Regions from separate parts of the Mus musculus genome. Here region 2 is linked to region 1. The links are chromatin contacts, called in public promoter capture Hi-C maps. All regions are on one chromosome and are shown on one strand. The core of a region is the stretch at or near the end of the contact, and the rest is flanking DNA. Distances in the headings are between cores, read along the strand shown.

Region 1 (2,700 bases), core at 144-2,643:
ACTGATGCTCAGTTGAGATCTTGCTGACCCTTGTAAGCTTTGAAGCATCTGTTGCAAAGCCACTAGTGAACATCTCTTCAGCAACAGATAAGGTGTGAAAGCAACAATTCCAACCAAGTCTATGCCCGTGAGGTGTTGAGTCAGTGAGTTTATCGGGGTTACTGTCAGTAGCATGAATGACTCAAAGGCGTCACTGAAAAGCCCAGAATGAGTGGCGACTCAGGAAAGCTGCATCCCGAGAGCTCCTGGCAGAGCCGTCAGAAGCTTGGCGAGGGAGAGAGTCTCAGTTCCCCAGCAAATGTTTACTGCATGTATACTCAAGTATAGTCTCAGAACCTTGGGATCAGCTTTGGGAACCTTTTGTCTCACCATTCTTGGACTTGGAAGTTTTGTTGACTTCTTGAGTCTCAGGAACACCCTCTTCTTTCCAGGAGGTTATTGCAGTTTGCTACAAAACATCCTGGCACTCTTTTGAGTTTTGTCACTAGCATTATTTGATTAAGCCCTCAGAACAATTACATGATCACCTCCACTTTAGGGATATGGACGCTGTGGGTGAGTGTCGGCAGCTGCCTGGGCATATGTAGCTCTCATGGTATGAACCAGAGCTGAAGCAGTCACTGCTGGCTGCTGCATCACCGCCACTAGACTGACCCCTCTCGAGTCCTCTGAGGGCGCAGAGGGTAGAGGCTACTCAAGAGTTCACTTACATTTGGCATGTCTTTCCTCTTACCTCTCAAAGCCTTGCCTTATGCTTCTCCTTCCCGTGTGCCCCTTTGCTCTGCAGACATGTCTGTCTCCTGCTTGTTATTCACAGCAGTGTCACCTGTGCTTTTAGTCACGTATGACCAACCACAGTCTGAAACTATCAGACAGAAGCTTCCAGAAACAAACAATTCATAAGCTGAAAATTGTCTGGCCTGGGCATGGTTCTGTATGCCGGTAAACCCAACACTCTAGAAGCAGAAGCAGATGCAGAAGGCTCTCTGCAAGGTCAAGGTCAACCTAGTCTACAGAGTGAGTTCCAGGCCAGCTAGAGAAATATAGTAAAACTCTGTCTTAAAAACCAAAGAGACTGAGATATATGTCCTCCTAATAGTGTGCTCACATCACAGACCCTCCTGACCCTCCTCCCCATGAGTCCTCCCTTTGCCCAGGTTATCCCATGCTGTACTGCCCCTGCTCATTTGTCCCTTAGTCACCTACTAGCTGCCTTAGATGGTCAGACACACTGTCTCAATGCAGTCCTTCTGTTAAAGTAGGTTTAATTTTACTCAACGTTGGCCCCCAAATGCAAGAATAATGATTTGAGAAATGCTAGAGAGATGCCATATGGCTTTCTTTAGTTAAACACACAAATGTTCTCCAGTGCATGCTGGGGTTGCTAAGAGTGAGCTAAACACATTTCTCCTTTTTGTCAAGCCGTCTGCCGCAGCCCTGGGTTTAAATGATGCTGGAATGGAACCCAGAGCTTTGTGCTTGTGAGACGGGCCCACTTACTGACTGAATGATATCCCTAGGCCCCAACGACTTTCCCCCAGCGTGTACATCCTCATAGCTTTTCGGACATTGGCATGCTTGAACAATTTTGTCATTATCCAATTCCATGAAATCTAATTCTATAAAAGGAATTTGATAGAACTTTGGTCCCCTCGCCTTCACCTCCCCCCACCCAGAGAAGCAGCCCACATGTATTTTCAGTGTTCCTTAGCACAGCAGGGTGGAGAGGTCACACGTCAAAAGGCCTGGAGTGATGGTTTCCCAGGTGCTCATATTGTTCATCCATATTCAGAAACCATGTGATTCCATGGTTATGCCCAGAAGCTCAGACACACAAAAGTTCTAGGTAGTGCCTGTTAAGGAGGATCCATTGCAAGATCTGTGAATAAGTCCCAGGCATGACAGGAACAGCTGAGATGCATACTCGAGAAATATTTTCAGTTGTCTCTAGTGTCCATAAAGTTTGTAAGATGATGTGATCTGAAAATGTATTGTTCTTTATATTCTAATCAGAGATCTGGATACAATAGTGAGCCCCCTTCCACATCTGTGAATTGAGTATGTGGGTGAAAGATAAACATACACACTGGAGGCAGAAGAAAGGACACCATTTCTGGAAAATAGGGTGATTTCTAGCAAGTCACTTCGACGTCACAGAAAACCCATTAGCCCTAGCACCGGAGGAGAATAAAGAGTTGCTAATGGCTTTCACCAAGCAGTGAGGAGAAGAAAACCCAGCAAGGATGGAGGGGACGAATAAAAGAAGCAGAAAAAGGTCTCCCACTAGCGAGCAAGGAAAAGGTCAGGCAGAAACTAAATGGACAGAGGGCCACAGCTGCTGGCTGGGTGCCTCCTGCTACTCTGTGAAACTGTAGCTCAGACCAGTGACTTTCATAATCTTTCCCCATCCTCCCTGCCCTCAGAGTGTGTGTGTTCACATGTGAATATGTGCATGTGTGTGCAAGTGCATGTATACCTGTGTACATATCTGTGTGGAGACCAGAGAACAAATTCAGGAATCATTTTGCAAGGTGCCATCCACCTGTATTTTTTTTTTTTTTTTGAGATGGGGTCTTTGATTCTCTTAGAACTTCAAAGCAGGCTAAGCCAATAACCAACAGGGCCTTGGGGACCCTCCACCTCCCCTATGTGGGGGTTACAGATGAGCCTCTGTGCCTGCCTATCTTTAGTTGGGTTCTG
Region 2 (2,865 bases), core at 13-2,512, 580 kb after region 1:
GCCGGTAAGAAACACTTTTCCACGGCCATGCCGGGTTTCTGCATTGAGTTCTTGTCTTGATTTCCCTCAGCGACGCAGTGTGACTTGAGAGCTGTGTGCAGAAATAAACGCTTTGGTTTGGTTTGGTGTTTAATCACAGCAATCAGCTATTTCAAATACAGCTTCTATGGGGTATCAAGTGTTCTTCCTCAGGTGTCTGCACCTACATGAAAAAGCTAGAATCTCAGATTCTCCTCACTGGAGCAGCACCATCCACAAAACACTTAGAAGCTTGTAACTGTGGGTGGCAGTGCCCCCACCACACACACACACTTAAGCTGCTAGACACCTAAGCAGGTCCAGATAGGTGCAGCACAAACAAGTGGACTTCGCTTCTTTACCCGACTACCAAAAGGAGCAAAGAACCCTCCATTCCTCTTGGGATCTTTGGGGTTATTGAAATCTTCTAGGGCTGTCTTTTGCACTGCTCACAGCCAAGCCGGCAACCTTCACCAAGGGTACACATCATTTTGAGGGCCACAGGCAGCGGCTGTTTCAACCTGGGGAGACAGACTGAGCGGGGGCGGATGGGCTTAGGCGGCACTCACAGCCCACATGCAGGATAAAAACCGTGAGGTCGAAGTGGGCGCCTGACGGGAGGGGGATAGAGGAATCACGAAATCTCCTCTTCTCGCAGGGGCCGCCCCAGTTCAGATTTATTAAGCCGCAGCTCACGTAAAACAACCACCCCCAGGTAACCCGTCTAGGCCTGTGAGGGAGAGGCTAGGGACTAGGGTGTGCGGGAGGATGGGGGGGGGGGGGGCATGAGCGGAGAAGGGGACCATTCCGAAGGAGGGGAGGGCGGACAGTCTATTACCCTCGCACCGAAGCCTCTGTCCCTTTGGGAAAGGCATGCAAAGCATATCTCACTCTATATAACCCACTTGAGCCCGACTCGGTTATCCGATGTCACCCGCGTCCCCTGGTCCCTGGGTCTCTTCACCCCTCCGCAGGACTCTTGGTTGGGTCCGGGGCGGAGCGGGGCGGGGCGGGGGGGGGCAGCGCTCCACGTGCAGCCGCGATCACCCCAGCTCTCTGCTTCTTCCGCTGCTCGGTCTCCGCCTTCAATTTGGGGCGGGGCGGGGCCTCGAGCAGGGAGGGCGTGTCTCGGGCGGGCCGTGGGCGTGAACTCGAGGGGGCGGAGCGGAAGGCGTGGGCGGGGGGCGGGGCAGCTGCAGCGTTGGTCTGGCGGCAGCAGGAGTGCTGGGAGCTGCGAGTAGGCTCGGCGCCGCTGGAGCAGACGCCGGTTGTGAGTCGGAAGCCTGGCGCTGTCGACTTTGGAGGTACGCGCGGGAGCGGGCGCCGGCCTGCTGGCCCCCTTTCTGGGACGGCGCGCCCTGGCCGCCGCTGTGCCCCCTGCTGGTCTAAAGTGCGATTCCCGGCTTTGCCGCTCTCGGCGTCTTTCTTCTTTCTCACGGGGCTCTGGGCGTCGGGCACCGGGCGGGCAGGTCGCCTCTCCGCGAGTTGGAGCTCGCCCACGCCGGGGCGGGAGGCCCGGGGCCCCCGGGCAGCCTCGGCCGCGAGGGAAGCGCGGAGCTAGGGGGCTGGGCTCTGCGTTCCTGCGCCCCGATCTCCGAGACTCTGGCTCGAGGGGTGCCTGCCTGTAGCGCCCCGTCCGTAACTAGCTGGGACGAGCCGTGAGTCCCGCGTACCCGAGCGATGTGCGGTATTGCCTGTTGTGCGCGCAGGCCGGACAGCCCACTTCGGGAAGGCACCCCAGCGCGTCTGTCCGGTATCCCCGCCAGTGCCTAGTGTGGGAAACCCTGAAGGGGGCCTTGGGGACACACGAGTCCCGGGTGCGGCCTGCAGAATTTTGGTTTCTGGAGGAACTTAACACGACCAGGTAAAGGAGACCACTAGCCTCCCCTCCGGGAAAGCGGGGATGTGGACAGCTCGGGGCCACCCAAGTGAAGTCTACAGGATTTAAACAACACTTGGAGTTCTAGAATGGCTTAGCCTGATGGTGGAGCGCTTTCTTAAAGGCAGGAATGGATGGAAAGCTGTCAAAGCAAGCACATTTAAAGTTGAGATAAAAGCTGGAACAATTTTCAGACCGTACAGTTGTGTGGCTAGTGTCGGAAGAAATTCTGGCTCAGTGGCCCCCTTACACCTTTGGGGGATTTGTTTATTTATTTATATAAGCGGCCAGTCTGTTTTGCTAGCATTGCACCCCGGGAGCTGTGTAGTGCCCACTGCGAGGAAGGAAAACTTGTGCAAGGATTCTCGGCGCGTTTGAACGTGGAAGGGAAAGCGTACCTTGCCAGATTTTCCACGCATGATTCCCCCCTTTCTTTGGACCGAGTGGTGTTTGTTTACCGGTCTTCGAAGCATCCACCTACATTTAGTTTTTGCACGAAATACCCACTGTTGCCACAGTGTGTAGTTTGGGGATTAGAGAATGCTTTTGGAGAAAACTGCTAGTGGCTTCATTTTCCAAGAATGTAAGTCATTTCCTTTCTGTGGTTTCAGGGAGTTGATATTTCACAGCATCAAAAACTCTGTGGGGAAAATTTTCCGTAATACATCTGTCATTTAAAAGGCCTGTGACTTTTGAGTTTTCTTAAGAACAGAGCATAAATTTAGGCCCGACTTTGTTGAAAGGACAAAAAGAGTTTTTGTTTGTTTGTTTTCTCTTATCCCGAATCTAGAGCATTGAGAGTGCTGTAGAAAGTTGTAACAGCCAAGACCTACAAATGGCTTGCAGGATGGAGAGTGGGGGAGGGGAAGAGAGCAGAATGGAGCAGGAAAACAGATGCCTTTTGCTTCGGTCCTTTGTAGTAAAACTTCTAGCACCTAATCATTTTCCTTGGGTGTGGTTTTGAGAAA

Evidence for each region. Promoter capture Hi-C pulls out the DNA fragments that hold promoters and counts their contacts.
Region 2: a promoter capture Hi-C map of hippocampal neurons shows a contact between it and region 1, with 2.8 times the contacts expected there. The contact joins the promoter of Frmd6 here to the enhancer-like site in region 1. A contact is called at or near these places in 7 of 39 promoter capture datasets (the 3T3-L1 cell line, the C10 cell line, cranial neural crest and 3 more), 1 of 484 Hi-C or Micro-C datasets (LSK cells) and 1 of 115 datasets of contacts at active chromatin or transcription factors (astrocytes).

The regions. Positions count from the first base shown.
Region 1 is chr12:70,241,343-70,244,042 of GRCm38.p6, forward strand. No RefSeq gene overlaps it. Among named protein-coding and RNA genes, the nearest start is that of Gm38467, 11 kb to the left of the region's middle. Within about 2 kb of position 1,394, at least 6 of the 459 cell types and tissues checked have an H3K27ac peak or open chromatin away from gene starts, as enhancers often do. A contact at or near this core is called in hippocampal neurons, where this site is marked.
Region 2 is chr12:70,824,252-70,827,116 of GRCm38.p6, forward strand. Frmd6 (FERM domain containing 6) reads left to right here and starts at 1,263. Exons shown (of 14, transcript NM_028127.3): 1 at 1,263-1,322.